2 separate regions of the Aedes albopictus genome follow, and region 2 is linked to region 1. A link is a contact called in public Hi-C data. All regions are on one chromosome and are shown on one strand. The core of a region is the stretch at or near the end of the contact, and the rest is flanking DNA. Distances in the headings are between cores, read along the strand shown.

What was found. Hi-C and Micro-C count contacts between places; a contact is called where the count stands out from the background.
Region 2: a Hi-C map of whole body shows a contact between it and region 1, with 6 times the contacts expected there. The contact joins the promoter of LOC109432139 here to the promoter of LOC109430213 in region 1. A contact is called at or near these places in 2 of 3 Hi-C or Micro-C datasets (embryo and whole body).

What each region holds. Positions count from the first base shown.
Region 1 is chr1:225,854,254-225,858,985 of AalbF5, forward strand. LOC109430213 (V-type proton ATPase subunit B) reads left to right here and starts at 3,283. Exons shown (of 3, transcript XM_019706260.3): 1 at 3,283-3,676. The coding sequence starts at 3,586. LOC109430212 (centrosome-associated protein Alms1a) reads left to right here. Exons shown (of 6, transcript XM_019706259.3): 4 at 1-1,210; 5 at 1,288-1,436; 6 at 1,507-1,701. The coding sequence ends at 1,572.
Region 2 is chr1:226,782,775-226,787,047 of AalbF5, forward strand. It overlaps LOC109432139 (negative elongation factor A), which reads right to left and starts at 2,146. Exons shown (of 5, transcript XM_019708442.3): 1 at 1,505-2,146; 2 at 1-802. The coding sequence starts at 1,714.

The sequences.
Region 1 (4,732 bases), core at 2,033-4,532:
ACCTACCCTTTAGAACTGAAGACTCGGCCACTTCCGAAGAAACCCTCCGATGAAAAGGAAAATCTCTATGAAAATACCGAACATCGTGCCAAAAGTGCTTCCAGTGCACCGGTCTACACATCCGTACACGAGGATCCGATCAGTGAGCACTCCAACAATCAAGGTACGGAGTTCACTTCCGGTTCCAGATCAGAATCAGGTTGGAACTCACACTACCACATGAAGAAGCTGATCCAGAACCGATCCAAGCTGGAAACTCCGACGTCAGATGAGAGTATTGCCACCTTCATCAAAAGTCGCAAGGATAAGTTTATCGAAAACTACGAACGTCACCGCAGGCAGATGTTTGAAGATCAACACCACATCTACACTAAGCCTTACAGCGGACGCCAAAGCAAACAGGAACACGGATATTCACGGCTGGACGAAAAGTATAGTGTACGAAATATTGCCAAGCAGAAAACGCATCTACCCAGAAGCGAAGTTTTCATCTCGTCTGATTCCATGTCCATCCCAGCGGCCAACACATTGACCAACACGACCACCCACCAGTACGATATCAAGTCATCTCGATCCAGTTCGGAAAGTCTTACTCTACACGCCAGACCAGTGGCCACCCAAACGACTGGATCAATAATGAAGACCAAACCAATTTTCGAGTCCATCCCGAAAGACGAACCCGCGTCGGTTCAGGCCACAGGATGTAACTGTCCCTGCAATTGTCCCTGTCGGCATCGACATCCTTCGAAACCCCCATCAATGGGCAATCCAGTTGTAAGTGCCCCATCATTACAGCATACGGAAATGATTGATGACACGCAACCCAGGCTGGACAAACAACAGCAAACGAAGCCCAGCTCGATCGCCTACGTCATTACTTTCCAGGGCGATAAAGGGGGGAAGGGTTCGAAAGGACGGAAACAAGTCTCCGAAAAGGACCAAGTTTACAACCGTTCATCGAACACTTCCAGTGACACCAGCTCCAGAACAAACCAAAGTGACGCATCCGATCTTCTTCCTCCTAAGGAACAACTTCAGCGAAATCGGCCGGGTACGTTGCTGCGGCTGAAGGAACGCCAAAAGTGCGTAAACGAGTTGAACAAACTGCGATCGGAGCGCAACAAGCAACGGAAGAAACTGCTGCTCCTGACGTCGGACGATTCGTTGAAGAAATCCGATGCCAAGGATCGGCTGCCGCCACCTCCGTTAGGTAAGTTTGGTTTTAAAAGGTTGACCTAAGTCACCCCGTTTAAATTACATGTTTATTCCGAATTCGCCCTTTCCCAGCTCAACGGCGCATATTCTCATCGAAAGCTATACGGGAAAACACTCGGCGCCAGGTGCGGAATCTACCGGAAGTGCTGCGGAAAAAGGAAATCGAAAAATCCAACAATCTCAAGCGTAAGAATCTGATCCTGCGAGACAACTTTAACCGGGTAGGTTGAGCAATAGATTCCTTAAACATGCAAGGAATAGAGTCTAACAAAATATTTCACTTTCTTTTAGAAGCTGCAACAAAAAGTGCTCCATGGTCAGGTGGATTTGTCCAACAGCGTTCGTGTAATGCAGTAGTGAAGAACTGGCGCGTGGCGGTCGTTGGCGTTTTAGTTTCATTTCAGTGCCTAAGTACAAACAGAAATCTGTGTTCGTTGAAAATGTGTCTTATTAAAAATGTTATTGTATTTTGAGCACGTTGGTTCACCGGTTTCTCTTCTATGGAACACGAAAGAAACAAAAATGAGCTATTTATACAATGAGTTGCAAAAAGATGATTTTTTTTAGAATGTGTCGTACATTTATCCAACGGTTCTTGCCGAGTTGGATAAATGAGTGCTGAAAAATTAAAGTTATGCAATAAGTTGCATACAATTATTTTTTGCATTATATTAGTCGTTTGGGTTATTATTAACCCCAATACCCCCACTAGGATTTCTTGAGATACGTTATCGATTTGGCGGCATGAAGTCCTCTTTCAAAATTGTGGCTCTGATATGGTTCACTAATGTTTGAGTCTTTAGTTTTAAGCTATTGTATTATTTTTTAAAAAAATAAAGATTTCAATCAAAGGAAGAAGAAAATCATTCAAAGGGGGTTTTCCCCTCTATCAAAATTTTGAGTAAAAAAAATTATAATACACACTATTTTTAATTCGCTGGAAACCAGCAAAAATTTGCTGGTTTTTGACATGCTGTTAATTCAGCATTCCATCCAGCAAAATATTTTTTGCTGGATCTTCAGTATCGTGTATTGACAGCTTATTTTGCTGGTTGACCAGCAATGGATCAGTAAAATAACTAAAACGGCCGCTATGAAATGAACAGATAGCGCCACCGTAGCCTTGTGTGTTTGACGTAACTCGACTGCTGTCACTGTGTTACCGTCCATATACGGTGGCGCTTTTGTTTTGATGCGGTGAGTAGCGAAAAAGTCGGCTTCAATGATCCATTTTGTCCGTGCTCGACTCCAGCTGGATTTTTTTGTTTTTTTTTTTCAAATGTTTACAAATTTTCCAGTTTTATAAATAAATGGTATCTTTGATAATTTACAGTTAGCAAACAATGCTCAAAGGCTTGGAATATCCATAAAAGATGCGGTGCCTTACATTTTGTGCTGCAAAGGGCTTTTTGTTGGAATTGCTATGAATTCTTGGCGATTTACTAAATGTTGAGAAGATGAGTGCGCAACATAGTTCCCGGGGAAACTGCAAGTGTTTGACACATGATTTGCTGTTTATCAGCAATGGATCAGTAAAATAACTAAAACGGCCGCTATGAAATGAACAGATAGCGCCATCGTAGCCTTGTGTGTTTGACGTAACTCGACTGCTGTCACTGTGTTACCGTCCATATACGGTGGCGCTTTTGTTTTGATGCGGTGAGTAGCGAAAAAGTCGGCTTCAATGATCCATTGCAATCATTGCTGATTCATCAGTTACCATTACTGATGTTTCAGTGAAATAAAATTTGCTGGTTGCATCTCAGCAATTCATATTGCTGGATGAGAAATCGAAAATTTGGTGTGTACCAATAATATTTTTTTATTGATACAACTTATTTCAGTTCTATAAAAAAAAATTGATACTAAAATAAAAATATTGATCACCCTAACATTCAACATGTTTTGGCTACCCTCCAAAAGATGTCGCGTCCTGGTCGCACTCAAACTCACCACTGATTCGCGACAACCCGCGCCAGTTTTTCCGATCTGTGACAGCTATTTCGCCAGTGCAGTGGTGAATTTTCCGCGGATTTCGCCCACTTTTCATTCATCGCTTTGACTTTTTGTCACTGTGCGCGTACGTACGAGGAAAATCTCTGCCGAGCGAGAGCTGAAGCTGTTCACTACTCTGGTGCCAGAAGAGGTCACAAAGTTTTTTCTCGTCCACCCGTCAGCACTTGTGTGTCGTCGCTCATCCCGAGTCGAGTGTGTCCGGGTTTTTCGGTGTCACGCGGCAGTTCAGCAGCACCACATCCATCCATCGTCCACCGTGCTAGAAGCGGATTGGAGGAACAAGTCGCGGAACATCAGCAGGCAATAGACCAGTTTGTGAGAGGTAGCAGCCAGCAGGAGACGATAGAAAAAAAAATGTCCGTCAATCGTACCATTTCGGCCCACCAGGCCGCCAAGGAACATGTATTGGCCGTGTCCAGAGACTTCATCTCGCAGCCACGACTGAGTAAGTACCGAGGGAACTCGTTTTGATCCGGTAAAAGTGCGTTTTTCTGCGGGGAGATTTGGCCCCGAAAAAATGGTGTAAAATTTGCGTAGCTTGGAAGTGTCATGTGATAACCTTCGGGGGGAAGATCTTTGATTTCGAGTTAGTAGTCCTGAAGGTTTTGTAAGTTTTCTCGATTGCATTTTGGTATTAAGGTGTTAAATAATCCTGTAATCCGTAAAATACCAGAAAAAGAAATGAAATTATCGATTAGTTGCCGATAAGTTGATAATCCGGAGTTACAAATGAATGCAAAAAAACATCATTGCCTGCGATCAAATTTGCTAAAGCTAATGCATTTTGTTTCCACCAGAATCAATTCCAACTTTTCCAGTAGCTGAAATTCCGTAAAAATAATGGATTTTATTAAAATTTCCGTCATTAACAAACAGAAAATCCGAAGGAAAATTCTGTTTTGATGTCACATGACTGTCAAAACACCTGACTCTCGCTCGCCTGCCACAAAGTGGTGTTCATTGAGTGGTCGCTCTGTCTCTCGCCCTCACAAACACCATCCCGCGGTGCGCAGATTTCCTCTGGCAGGGAGCAAGAGTGTGCGTTGTGCATCACAAATTGCTGTTGCTGTTTCGTTCTGGCGATCGATTGTTTTCATGACTCGGGCTCATACTCTCCCTGTCTCACGCAACTCGCCGTTCCGTTTTACACACGATACCGTACGGCACACGAGCGTTGGACGTAGAGTTGTAGTAGTGTGGTAGTAGTGGCGAAGTGGATTTGCAATCGCCATCACTATCTGATATGAATGGGTGAGTGCTGATGAATGGATTTCTCTCGGCAACCAGCTGAACAATTTGCAGTGTATTTTTTGATGAATGACCTACTGCAGATCATTAATAAATTCATACTTCGTTGCGTTTCATTTAACAATCATTAATGACTGTTGTTAAAGTTAAAGTATTGAATTGAAAGAACCGACTGGCTTTGCTTTGCATTTTGAAGCAAGTTTGAAGTCAATATGAGTCGTCAGATAAGATAGCGTTTATCAATTTTGTTTGG
Region 2 (4,273 bases), core at 896-3,395, 930 kb after region 1:
TCGTAGCTGGCATAGGTGTTGCCGGTTGACTGTAAACAGTACTAGCAGTAAGTCCGGCAGCGTAATCCGGAGTCGTAGTTGTCACAGTCGATGTCGTCGGAGTCGTAATAATCGGTTTTACATCCTGACTGGCTTGGGCACTTGCCTGTTCAGCTGCCTTCTTCTGCTGTTCCTCGCGTTCCTGTTCCCTTTTCCGCTTCTTGGCTGCAGCATACCCTAGAGGTTGTTCTCCTATTTCCAGCAATTTGACACCACCCTCTTTCCTTCCAGCAGGCATCCGACTCATACTGGGTCGATTAGGTCCCTGCGATGTTGCTGGTGATCTGAATCCCCCGGTGGGGACCCTCGAAGGAATCCCCTTCAGCGGGGTGGTATCAGTCATTTTCCTGGGAATTCCTCGAGATCTCAAAGGCACTGTTGGGGCAGAAATTTTCTTCAGACAGCTCTGGGCGTCCTTTGACTTCTGCTCCAGTTCTTCGCGCAGGTTTTGACTCTTCGGTTTCCTTTTCAGCGTAAAGTGCTTCACCGGAGTCGACTGTTGACCAACCACCGAAACCAGGGCGGATTTGTTGAGATACTGACACTCAAGCGGCAGCAGACCTAGGTCGGCATTTTTAACCACCAGCCGCCGCAGCTCGTTGACCATGTCGGTGAAAATTGGTCGGGTTTCTTCGTAGTCGGAGATTTCTGTGTTGAGGGATCCCGTCGTCGGGAGGGTTTTGATTGTTTCCGCAATCATCGACACCCATAGTTCCGAATCTAGGCCAGCAACTTCAATCACTTCGTCCAATTCGGTTTTCCACTGCAAGTAATACAGAAACATTCGTAAAATTGAAGTTGAACTAGTTTTTTGGATTTTTTTCATCCATAATTACACAAATGAATAATGATGCGAATGATACTCCCGACAGTATTTAAAATCAAATAAACAAATTTGGCAGAAAGTGGGCGAGCAAACAGAAAGATTGCCCTGCCCAGTGAGGTAGATTGAAGTCGCTCGATGTTGCTGGATCGAACATGCAGCAACTTCGAAAAATGCTTATACTAAATCCCAAAGTATAATTGCCGTTTATTATTCAACGGAAATCTGTCAGTTAAAAATTAATGTAATAAAAACCATTGTCGGCCGAATGTTTCGCAAAATAAATTTATCGCTAATGCAAAACATTCGCAATTTTCTGACATTTCCACCCATCCACAAAACATTCCGATTCGTTCCGCAAAAAAAGCCACAACAAACTTTTGCTACGAGACGACCACCGACGAATAATCCTCTCTCCGTCTGCGATGTGTGCGTTACGCAAAATCCATTTTCTCTTTCGCCCGCTCCACACATGCAAACCCACCCAGTGGCGAAATCGAAAACCCCGCGCGCACCACCACTACCAACGCACTTTCGTCGGACCGTTCGTTTCGCTGTCCCGTTTCATCCGCTCGCTCGCCAGCCTGCCGCCACCCCCTTCAACCCTAGCAGAGGGAGACAACCCATTATATTTTTGCTTACCTCTTCGACAATCCTCCGCGGGATGTGGAAAAAACTAAGCAGCAGTTTCAGCTTCACCTGCGTCTGAAGATCCGGAAAACACTCCTTGATGTTCCGCAGCACTTCCTTGTTCAGCTGTGATATGATAGAACCGCTAATCCACGAATCGTTTGATGTACCAAGCTTATTGTGTAGCCACAGTGAAATGTCGCTATCCCGTACGTTCGCCATCTTGAATAAAAACTGACTGCTGCGACACGACAGCGGCAGCGGAGAAAAAATGATCGGCTACAAATGTGTGCGATCATGCAAGGTTGGGTAATGTCAGCTACCCGTCTCTTACGTTCCCACGCAACTGTGGCGGACAAGAACTTGTGGCGTCACTTTGATAATTGCCTCTGTACGCAAAAGGGTGACAAAGATGGACTCACTTTCCCGTGTCGGACCGTTTGTGTGATGCGTCACATCAGGCGAAAACGATTCAGCTTTCGCAGAGACGTAGTCCATCGTTGGGGGCAGAAAACGAACGCAAACGTATAGCGTAACAAGTGATAAAGACCTGAGACATGAAGACCAAAGCACGGAGAACAGACATAAAAGCTAGAACAAACAAACTCTCGAAAGCTGTGTAAGAACTCAAATTTTAATGTTTTTAGCTTTGACTATACTAGCGCCGCCATACAACAAGTTGCCACAATCAGTGGTGAGTAAACCTACCTATATAAATTTTATATTCACCACTGGTAGCGGCATGGGAACATAGCGGTGCCGCCACGAAAATGCCACTTGCGTGATGCCATTTCAAAGTCGATTTCAAATGACCGTTAAGGCCCCTTAGCGTGTCAGCTCAAATTTTGCTCTTCTTATTTGATTCTTATTCCAAACAATCATCAAGCACGATAGTAGTTGTGTAGCCTTTCTATACCAATTCAATAAACAAACAAACAAAAATGGTACCTCTTTGTCTCGGTACCTCCAATGTAAACATTTCGAGAATATGAATCATTTGAAAGCAACTCAAGCAGTAAACTACTCTACTTCAATGAATAACAAAGAAACATTTCCAAATGTCACGAAAAATGTTAGATTTTTTATGTAACAAGCTAGAAATGATCCAATTATTTTGGTACGCTCTCTCACTGTTTATGTTTGCTAAAACAGCAGTGCTGGCGGACCGCTTGGTGAAGATTTCGTAAATTATAATGCTTTGCGTATTTCACTAACAGTTGTGGTAAAAAGTTAAAAAATAATGACCCCACAAATTATTTTTGATTTTATGGCGCATAACCAATGTGTTTGACTGGATTTTTTAATTGGTTTCGATCAATTTCATTGATGCTTTGGCCAGCAGGATCGACATCACTGCGTGCAATGATCGATGATTGTGCGCGCCAAAAGACATCACCGCGCTGCCGCCGTCGTCGCGTCGTTGGTACTGCGGTGGGTGGTAAACACCGCCAAGCACATTTTAGTGCGGTCGAAACAAATCGTTAAAAATTTCTACTTTCGAGTGAACTAATGCTTGGATAACTTGGAAAGAGGCTTGTATTTGAAGTAGCGTGAATACATTTTTATGCCGAATATCTCGCGTGAAATTGATGCAACTTTAGTTATTAAGCTATCAAGAGTGATCGTAAGGGCATTAAGGATAGGAGGACCAGTCAGGAGGAGGAGAATGATGGCCAGTTAATAAATTTGTTAACTATGATCAGTTTGTGTTGGGATTTATTTGTTGTGTGCGCATTCCCTTAAGAGCTTTCCGGGGCTCATCGAGGCTGTGTTATTCCCCTCGATAGTCTTTCACAACAGTGTTCATGAAAAAGACAGTAAAAAAATAATGAACTTTCTCCACAGACAAACAGACATACTACTTAGAAGAAATTTGTTTTAAAAACATCGTCTGGCAGCTCACTAGCACCCTCTATAATGCTCAATCCGAAGCATTCATTTGCAGGCGTTGTTTCGCTCGGCTCGATGTAACAATTTAGCAGGTGACGCCTCCCCCGTGACGTCATCCATTCATAAAACATGAATGAAGATTCATGATTGAGTTATTTTATGTAAATATTGATCGGCGTCGCGTTCATTTCTTTCCAAAATTGAGAGGTGAGGTAGTCCGAACAGTCCGAACCACACTTTGTTTTCAAAATGACCGTTGAATCGTGCGATGATTGCGATTTGAGTAGTATGTATGTTTGTCTGTGCTTTCTCTAAGCGTTATGTTTTCTTGTCTGTGATATGAGAGAATGGCTGTGTGTTCCGAATACCATGAATTGGCTAAAACTGCTAACTGAGCATGTTATTGATACTTTTACTTTATAAGAAGTTTCACAAATCTCTAGGCAACGTTTAACACACAAGTCCTTTTTATCATGCACCAATGTATGCGGGTCAACACACGATATTAGGACCAATGCTATTTTTAATCATTTTGTTAAGAATGGTTTAAATATTTAAAGAAACATTGCCAATTTCTTTGACAGAGCTGTTTTATGTGAGAAACATCCTTAAGGCCACGATGGTATGGCATGCTAAGATACTACAATAAATTACAAGACGACATACACTTTAAAGAATCCCTAGATGACCACAACAGAAAATATCAATCTGGAATCAAATAATTAAAACACGTGTGTTTCTTATGGGGCAGGTGGATCACGACCCATTGTTTGCGAAAGGCGGGCCTACAATAATTTGCGTTGCGTTGCGTTGCGTTGCGTGGTAACGGAGTAATTCGTAGATTGCATACTGAAAGTTGTCATGTTTTAACCTTAATACTCCTATTCTAAT